2 separate regions of the Mus musculus genome follow, and region 2 is linked to region 1. The links are chromatin contacts, called in public HiChIP or PLAC-seq maps. All regions are on one chromosome and are shown on one strand. The core of a region is the stretch at or near the end of the contact, and the rest is flanking DNA. Distances in the headings are between cores, read along the strand shown.

Region 1 (4,859 bases), core at 2,118-4,617:
TTGTATAAAAAATTGAAGACCATAAAATGTCAAGTCAGGGGGCTGGAGCCACCCAGGCAGCCCCATGGGCACATGGCTGCTGTCACAGAGATTGTATGGAGGTAAAGAGTGTCCTAGACAGGATTAGAAAAGCAACCCCTACAGGGCACCTCACTGTCCTCTGGCCTCCATTCTGGACCCCTAACCTACCCCCAGGATTTCCTTTGAACCCTTTTTTCTCAGAGCTTCACAGTAAAAGTTGACTCCTTATAGCCCTCAGAATAATGTTATGGCCCATTAAAGAAACACACACACACACACACACACACAGAGAGAGACAGAGACAGAGACAGAGACAGAGAGACAGAGACAGAGAGAGACAGAGAGACAGAATCAGAGAGACAGAGACAGACAGAGACAGAGACACAGAGACCGAAACAGAGAAGAAAAACAGGAAAAGAAAGTTTGCCTCCTGCTTAGCATCAGGGCACAGAGTACCTTCCCAAGGATTGAAAAATAAGTGTAGAGAACTGGGCTGAAAATCAGTAAGCCAAATCACTGTCCCTCCATAAGATCCTTCAGAACTGAGCGAGGATGGGGGAATGAAAGGGTTAATACGGCATGCTGGGAGTGGATTAAGGATTTCAGGAAGAGATCAAGGGCAATGGCTCTGAGCATCCAGGGCCAGTATGAGATGTTTCGGCCAAGAAATAGCATGCCAGGGCATTAGCTGAATTTAGTTGGGATTCTGGGTTTTGTACTGTCGCTAATGAATCTGTGTGAGTATTTATAATGGGACTGTCAGAGCCACCGCCAGCCAAGACAAATCATTATAAGTCATCATGGGCAGACCTGAGAGAGAGATGGAGTGGGGAGGCGGGCCTGGGTATTTGACCTTTCTCGGGGAGTTCCCTTGAGCCTGGCCTTTCAGGGGTGTCAGAGGTAGATAGGAGGAACTGAACAGGAATCAGGGAGCTCAGAGGTCCACAGCCTGGGTCAGCAAGGCTGAGGGGCACGGGGATATTCAGAGGATCACTTTCTGTGTTCTCAGTTGTGCTGTCTCAATGAGAGATGGAGAGAAAAAAATTTCTCCTGCTGAAAAATGTCACCTTCAACCTGACACTGGAGCCAGAGCATTTACAAATCTGCCTGTCACCCCGACAGCCTGACAGATAGCAACCTTAGCCGGGACTGAGTTAAATCGCCACTATACGTCTTGCAAAAAGTTTGCTCTCTTAAGATTTTTATCATGGAGACAGGTTAAGGGATGAGGGGCATGGCTCCCAACAGGAAGGATACTGGGGCTGTGCGCCTGTCTTCCCCGGAGCCCTGGCAGCTGCAGGATTATCTATTACCTGAGGGGAGGTGACAGAAGAAAATTACCCAGCCCCAGCCCCATCTGTTGCTGAACACCGTTTATTTCACCTTCACTAATTCACTCGACGTGCCGCTTTCCCTTTGTCTCCGTGTCACCCACCCAAATCTTACATGTCTACGCTCCCGTGTTGCCAGCTGGACATCGCAGCTGTGGGAACAAAGCCTTTGGGTCCCTCCAGTGAGCTGCAGCCCCTCTTGGGTGTCTCCTCTCCTCTCTGAATTGTCATTTCTCCCATAACTGATTAGGGACCGAAGGCAAGACGGGAGAAGCTAGGATGATTGCTTTTACAGCTCGGCTCTGCAGGTAGAGCACATTTCTGTGTTTGGCTTCGTCTCCAGGGACGCGCCTCTCTTAGGAAGAGGTGGGAGAGTATTAATGAAAGATAGCAGACCTGTGTTGCTGTGAGAGCAGCTGTAGACACTGGGCTCACTCTCTGGCATTCATATTATCCTCAGGTGCTTGGTCATTGGTCACCGCCCAACTTCCGGTTTCTCATACTGAGAGTAGATCCACCGCCTGCCCTCATCTCAGCTCCTGGGACTCGTGTAATGATTAAATGAGATAGTATTGCATTTCAGTGAATAATGCAGCAGCCGGCTCATCGAAAGAGAGAATAAAAATATCTTTCTGGTGGCTTGCTTATAATAAATCTATTATGATCGCTCACGGGAGTCACTGTTATCATTGAGCAAATAAAAGCGATCGCGATTACCTTTCCCCCTTGGAGCAGCTGCCATTTTTCAAGGTCTTGGCTACCTAGGATTCTCATACAACATTTATTGAGTTGGTTCTCTATTTTAGCACAGCACCTTGTCTTAGAACTGAGAGATTTGCAAACCGCAAATGAAGTGCGATTTCTGGGTCAGGGAGCACATGGTCTGGTGGGGAAGCCCGCTGCAGAGTAGAAAGCCGGGGCCTTAGGCCTGTGCTGAAAATGGACTAGGAGAGGGAGTTGTCGCACAAGGTCCTCAATGAAAAAAATGACGTGAGCTGGGTTGTACGCTTCTATGAGGAAAGAGCCTTCGGTGGGGAGAAGCCGGGAACTCATTGAATACACATAGCAAGACAGTGGGAGGAAGCCTAGGAGAACTGCAGAGCCCAGAGACCTCCGGAGAGCTGGGGGGCCTCAGGAAGGCTACAGGATCGAAAGCAGCCTGGCCAATCCACCCAAGGACACAGGCAGGGCTCAGAGTGAAGGATGTGGTCAGAGGAGACTTCACAGACGATCATATTTTATTTTGTGCCAAGGACCCAGAGATTCCCTGGAGGACAGTGAAAATCATTAAAGGGTTTTAAGCAAGAATGATAGGATCAACTCCGCTGAGACGATAGCTCAGGGCTGGATGGGACGTGCATAGAGAAACAAGGCCAGTTGACAATAGAGAGGTCCAGAGCCTTAGGGGAGGAAGAGAAAGACAAATTTTATTTTTCTTGGTTTGCGGGCAATTAGCTCCCAGGCCCAGCTCCCTACAGATACCAACGTCCTCGGATGCTCAAGTTTCATATCTGAATAAGTATCCGTGCATATAATTTAAATCAGTGGTTCATGACCTTTTCCCAGGAGTGGCATATCAGATGTCTTGTGTATCAGAGATTTACATTACAATTCATAATCGTATCAAAATTACAGTTATGGAGTAGCAACAAAAATAATTCCATGATTGGGAGTCAACAGAACATGTAGAAGTGTAGTAAAGGGTCACAGCATCAGGAGGGTTGAAAAACACTGCTCTAAATCAGCCCTGTTTTACTTAAAATACGCAGCGCAAAATAATCGTTATGTACTTAAGCTATTTTGTTTACAGAATAACGACGTGGGGAAATACACATGTTCCGTGTTGATATAATTTTTGATATACTTTCAAACTGTGGCCACATGAAGTCACATACTCTGAGCTCATGAATCCAGGGGGAAGGTTATACCTGACGATAAACTTGCTTAGTGCTGAGAGCAAGGGGGCGGGGGCGGGGGAACACCCAGACTAGAGCCAGCCTGGCGCAGTCATGAAATTGCAAGCGGTCGCCACCAGAGGGCAGTAAGAGAAGAGCTGAGATCAGTTCCACCAGACAAGTGGAAGGCAGAACGGCTGATTTAAAAAAATGCAGGCTCTTAATCTGACGCCCCCTAAAAACTGTTCTCAGCCATAGTTAGTCCAAGGATTTTAGTGGTATCCCTCACATGCCACCAATAAAACTCTCTATAGCAAGATCTGTGCTGGGCTTCCATAAGAAGTTTTATCTAGGCTGGCCACTCATGTGTGGTTTAGTGGCTATGTTATTGTAGTTGCCTTGTGAGGAAGTGCTGGAGATCGAAGAGACAGCTCAGTAAGACTTTGTGAAATATGGCTTTATAAGAAACCTTTTGTGCACATGTGTGCCCAGTCTACCATCTCACCGTAGGCAGCACCATGGAAATGCAGTTCACAGGAGTTAGGTGCCTTGCCACATGATGACTGAGTTGGCATTGGTGCATGAGCAAGAGATCTTTTGACTATTGCTCACCAAACCGTCTCCATCTCCCTTGTACTTTAAAGTGGGGCGTTCATCCCACGGGCAGCAAATCTGGGAATATTGAGTGTGTATGGGAAGCCAGGCTTGTACTTATTTATAGAACCACAGAGGCCAGCACAAACCCCAGGTCAGATGTAGAACACAAAAGCGCTGGTGGTAACTGAGGTGTTTGCATGGGTGTGGACCTCTTGACCCTTCAGATGCCCTCACAAGTTTGACTGTTATCCCAATTGCAAATGAGGAAGCCCTTTCAGACAGGTTGGCTCCCTCCCTCCTCACAGCTGCAAAGCTGCTTCCCAGGACCTTACTGCCCCACTCCTGCCCTGAGGTCAGTGGGAGCCATGATATATGTGCTCAGTGCAACAGGAGGGTTGAAGTTCATGAGAAACGCTGAATTGTGTCCCAGAGACATCAACCTCAAATTGATCCGATAAGAGACTAGTTTTTCCAACAGAAAAATCTTGTTGATACAATAAAGTCTGTGATATTCCAGAGCCAAGGCGATGGCAGCTTCCCTGGGGACAGTGACTATTTGGGACAAAAAGAAACCATTGGCCTCAGAGGGACAGACAAATAGCTTGAGCTATAAGAACTGTTGTGACAATGTCTCCGGCCCCTGCTCGCTTCAGGCAAATGAGAATGACACACTGGAGTTTCATCCACTCAGGAGAGAGGAATGGAAGCCCGGAGCAACTGGGGAAAACAGGGTGCAAACTCAGTTATTTTGAATGGAGGTCTCCTAGCTTCCTAAATTATCATTGCCTGGAAGATAACACTGTACCAACAGGGTTCCAGGCTGCTCTCTAAGGAAGCAAGCATGCTAAATTAATACCAGACTTCCATTCACTCCACATGCTTGGATCCCAGTGTAACATTGTGCTTCTGTTTGGCATATGAATGTGGATGCTTTCAGTCATCTGTATACATTGGTTTCTCTTTTTTCCTATAGAATTAGACCCCAGCCAATTTGACCCTTGCCCTCCACTCAGCT
Region 2 (4,506 bases), core at 1,074-3,573, 660 kb before region 1:
CAAGATGCCTTTAGCATCCCACCAGTTCTCAGCACCACCAGGACATTTATTTGATTCTGGGTCATCTGGAATGGTCACGTCATATGTGTGATAAAGTCTAGTGACAGAATTTGTTAGGATAACTTAACCTAATTTTCTCTTTTGTTCACAAAGAAAAGCAAGGTGGAGTAGTTTTCCAGATAACATATAGAGGTGGGACTCTGGTTTTCTCATTGGACATCCAGGGCTCTTTCTTAGAAACTCAGCATCTCCTTTCCCCTCTGAATCATTTGTTATATTACTACCTGTGATCTCAGGATGCCTTCTCTCTGAATCATGATTTTTATTGCTGTCTATGACCTCAGCATGCTTTTTCTTATTAATTTCTCTTGGTCCCCGGATATAAATATCATTCTTCCCCAATTTTGCTAATGGACTTTAAATAACATTACCACCCCCAGTCTTATGACTTGGGTTCATTTTCTCCTTATTTTTTTTTCTGATTTTTTTTCTTAAACTCATCTTATTTTTTTGCAGGTGTAAATGGGCAGTTACAATTCCATGGACTAACCAGTTCAGTTTCATTTATTTCTTCTCAATATTTCAATCTCATTGATATGCAACTCTTGATAGCCCCCAAATTCTTTTTCTTGTACAATTCCTAAATATTTAAAGATTAACATCTTTAAAAGAAAATGAAAAGCCCTTCTCTTCCACACTTCTTCTCACCTCTTGTCCCCACTTCTTCATGTCATCTTGTTGTTCTTGCTTGTGGAGAGCCAGTGATGGATTCTGTTACAGACTCTCCCTTGCTGGCCATGCTGTTTACCTGGAAGGCATTCTCTTTTATAGTAGGATTGGAAAAGTATGACACTTAAACTTATTGATGTGTTAGAGACAGCTGTTTACATGACTTAATGGCACGGCTACAAGCTTCTAATATCTATCTTGCTCCATCTTGGCTTCCTAGTTCCTTTGTGTAGGAGTCATGTATTTTTTTGAGAAGGACAGTAAAAATATGAAACTTGACTTATGAGTTTCATGCAAGGCCACCCCCATGAAGGGAATGTATTTGCACATTTCTGTCCCTGCTTTGGGCCTCCTCACAGAACTTTAGGCATTCTCTGGAGTCTTAGCTCTGTACAGTTATCATTTTTACCAGGTTTAATATTATACCAGGTCGGATTCCCTAGCCTAGCTCAGTGGCATCTCTCAGTCAAGGCTGGTAACATTTACACTCAAAGGAGTTCTGTATACCTGCAAACAGACGGGGGGAAAGAAGCATCCAGATTGTCTCTCTAGAGGATGGCTGAAGGAGTCAGACTCTAGGAATAGAGAAACTTGAAGTTAATGAACAATGCCAATGAACCAAAGACCTTGGCAACTGCCAGAGATTCATGTATGGGCTGGGGTTTGAAAACTATGCCAGTATCACTGGCAAATGAATTCAGCTGGAAGGTACGACTGCTGCACGGCATATTGGGAGGCCATTCGAAGGTGACTAATTAATATTAATCAAACCTCAGTGGGTAGTGTCTCCACTCTGTGTTGTCCATAGCTTTTCTATCATTCTATGTAATTTAATGAATTTATACATATTTTTATTTTCTACCCTATTTCTCTTCTGTTATTCTTTCTGTGCTGGCGAGTGAGCTGAGCACCTTGGGTTAAAGCTGGACCAGACAGAACACATATGTGTGTTGATGGCTTTTCTCTGGCCCAAACAGACCACAGACCACAGCTGATTCTATAGGCTCGCATATATTGAATATATATATATATATATATATATATATATATATATATATATATATATATATATGCATGCATGCTGCAGGGTTGTCTGCAAGCCTTTGATAACAAATAGAATAATACTGTTTATATGCACATGGGGAAAGACTTGACTATCAGAACCGAGCTCTTCACGGCATAATTACAACTTGCTGAGCACCGTGGCTCTGGTGAACAATGAAGATATAATCAGTGCACCTATTTGTCCTCCTGGATTCCAGCTGCTAAAGCAATTTCTTTTTCACAGAACCGACAATTTTGTGGTTCTTGTGAAAATCCACCGTTTCCCCTGAAATCCTGTGAAATGGAGCTTGCCAGTGGAAGCGCCGGGAAGCAGCCCGGCTCTCGCATCACCTCCATGAAATTAGGCTGCTCATATTTCCAGCACTGCTATCCTGATTGCATGTTTGTTTAAAATGACAGTTGATGTTGTGTATCTCTTTCATTAGGGAGGCTCAATGATCTTGACATTATTAACTAACTGCAGCACTCGCTGCATATAAACACTAATCCGCAGAGACAGCTCGGATAGTACTCGAAGCAAAAGCAGGCTCTTTGAAAGGAGGAACAGGAGAGGGATCTGGGCCATATGCGGAATTTGGCAGGTTTATTATCAGCCGTTCACAAGCCAGCCATTTTTAGGAGGTCTGAATACCGTGTTTCCCAGAGATACATACATACTGCCCTCTGGGTGGGAGCCCTTAAGGTTGCCAGATAAGATGAAGGAAATTGGAGCTTGCTAGAGGAAGAAAGAAGTCTGTAAGAGATGGGATGGGCTCTTTTGGTCTCTCCTTCTTTGCATACCAGCTGCATTAGGCTTCTAGCGCCAAATAATGAGTCAGATTAGGCAGAGCTGTTCCTCTATTTTCAAGGTATTTTAACCATATAAGCATTTGGAGCATCTATTCTAAATGGCCAGTGCGTGGTTGGGTACACTGTGTTTTCTCATTCTTTGCCCGTGGAGGATACCAGTCCTATCATGTCCAGGAATGCTTGTGGTAGTGAAAGACACAGTCGACTTCCACATCTCTTCCACAATCCCACTTATTTGTGGTTATTTTCCCTTGCCGTGGCCTTTTGACTTGTCCCATTTATTTACTGATCCTCTGCCTTGCAGATCATGGGATACTCTGCCTGAGCTCCGATTCTGCTCAGCCTTGCTCTTTTCTTATCCAGCTTCTTCCCAATCTGTCCCATTCAGTCCACACCTACCCTCTCCCATCCCCAGCCACCTGCCTTCTCATACATAGCCTTTCCTGGGAAGCTTATAAGTCTTTTGGGTCTCAAAAAACCGACCTGACCCCACTGTCCACCATGCTTCTCTTGAAGCCCTCTGTCTGGCATATGCTTGACCCTTGTTCCATTCTTATGGTGAGAATGGGAGCAATAGCAGAACAACGGTGTCTCTTGGGAAGGGAGGGATACAGGAGGGAGTTATGCTAGGTTTGTTAATAATGGGGGTCAGCCTTGGCTTCCCAAGATCACTGCTCTAGCCCCTTTGCTTCACTTATTCTCTTCCCCAGAGACGTCAATAATTGCTACTTGCTCAGTCTTTGTTAGAACAGAGAATAGGCAGGTGGGAATCCGCTCCTGAAAATGTCATGTACCACGTGGGGGCAGCAGAGAGTTGAAAAAGGGTCTCTAGACCGCCATGCAGGTTTAAGCTCCCTTTGAGTCCTGGATTGTATATTTACTGAACTTCCAAAATCTAGTTTGAGGTTCACATGGAACCAAGAAAGCTATATACCAGCAGTTCATATACATGTTGCAGGTTGTAGAATCCATCCACATAGAAGAGTCTGACAATATGTTTTCAGTTTGCCCAGGACAGTCTCAATTTACAGTCAAAATACTGGGTTGATTATTACTCTCCCTTCTCTTTCGGATGAATTTGGGTTTGCATGGTTGATTATACTGGTCACGCTATTCGTAAACTGTTTGATGTCATTAACTTCGGGAGAGGGTGGGGTCAGGGATGAGCAAATCAGAAGGGTAAGGATGATGATTTCTATGTCTAAGCAAAGATGAATTTGGAAAATGAATGCAGCAAGCAAACAGGTCAATTAAGAAGAATATGTAATCAAAGCAAAATGCAGGAGCCAGAGATGCAATGAGAGAAGCTTGATGTCCAGGAAAGTAAAACTTGGGGACCGTTCTCCAGAGGCATCAGGGAGGATAGGCAGGGCCTTTGGAAGGGAGGATAGGCAGGGAGGATAGGCAGGGCCTTTGGAAGTGGGCGCCTTGAGTGAGAAAGGAGTTGTAATTTCCAGGTATGGTTTAGATAGCAGTTGCTTATGAACCAGCATTTTCTTTCCCTGCTTTTCCCTTGAGTCTGTCTTATGGACTTTAGAGACAAATAAGGATCAAACAGGACTCCTGCCAAGAGAGAGAAAAATATATTATTCTCTTTTTTCCAAAGGGCTCTTGTGGGATTCGTTAATTTCTCAAACATAAGAGTTGAGTTGGTGTCAATCATACAGGGGAAGGCCACCGTCTGCCAGAGGCCCTTTGTCCTTTTGGAAAATTACTGAACTGTGGTATATCAAAGCTATATGCAAACAAAAATCAATTGCTTGTGATTCCAACTCTGACCGCAAAGTCAATAAGAATGACAAGGATAAATTTGTTCTTCCTCTAAATGCTCTTGGAACATAAATGGAGTGAAGCTACAGTATGGAAGGATGCAGTTGGGGTGGGGTGTGGATGGAGAATTATAAAGATAAGACGGAGGATGTG

Evidence for each region. HiChIP or PLAC-seq counts read pairs in DNA pulled down with a chosen protein or histone mark.
Region 2: a contact with region 1 is called in an H3K27ac HiChIP or PLAC-seq map of SST interneurons, with 7 times the contacts expected there. The contact joins two enhancer-like sites. A contact is called at or near these places in 4 of 39 promoter capture datasets (cranial neural crest, liver, maxillary cranial neural crest and 1 more), 1 of 15 datasets of contacts at CTCF or cohesin (hippocampal excitatory neurons), 20 of 484 Hi-C or Micro-C datasets (LSK cells, cerebellum, cerebral cortex and 15 more) and 6 of 115 datasets of contacts at active chromatin or transcription factors (SST interneurons, differentiating embryonic stem cells, embryonic basal ganglia and 1 more).

What each region holds. Positions count from the first base shown.
Region 1 is chr9:29,641,984-29,646,842 of GRCm38.p6, reverse strand. It overlaps a transcript of Ntm not described here. Among named protein-coding and RNA genes, the nearest start is that of Gm15521, 12 kb to the right of the region's middle. Within about 2 kb of position 3,367, at least 4 of the 459 cell types and tissues checked have an H3K27ac peak or open chromatin away from gene starts, as enhancers often do. A contact at or near this core is called in SST interneurons, where this site is marked.
Region 2 is chr9:30,298,923-30,303,428 of GRCm38.p6, reverse strand. No RefSeq gene overlaps it. Among named protein-coding and RNA genes, the nearest start is that of Gm26435, 9.2 kb to the right of the region's middle. Within about 2 kb of position 2,323, at least 6 of the 459 cell types and tissues checked have an H3K27ac peak or open chromatin away from gene starts, as enhancers often do. A contact at or near this core is called in SST interneurons, where this site is marked.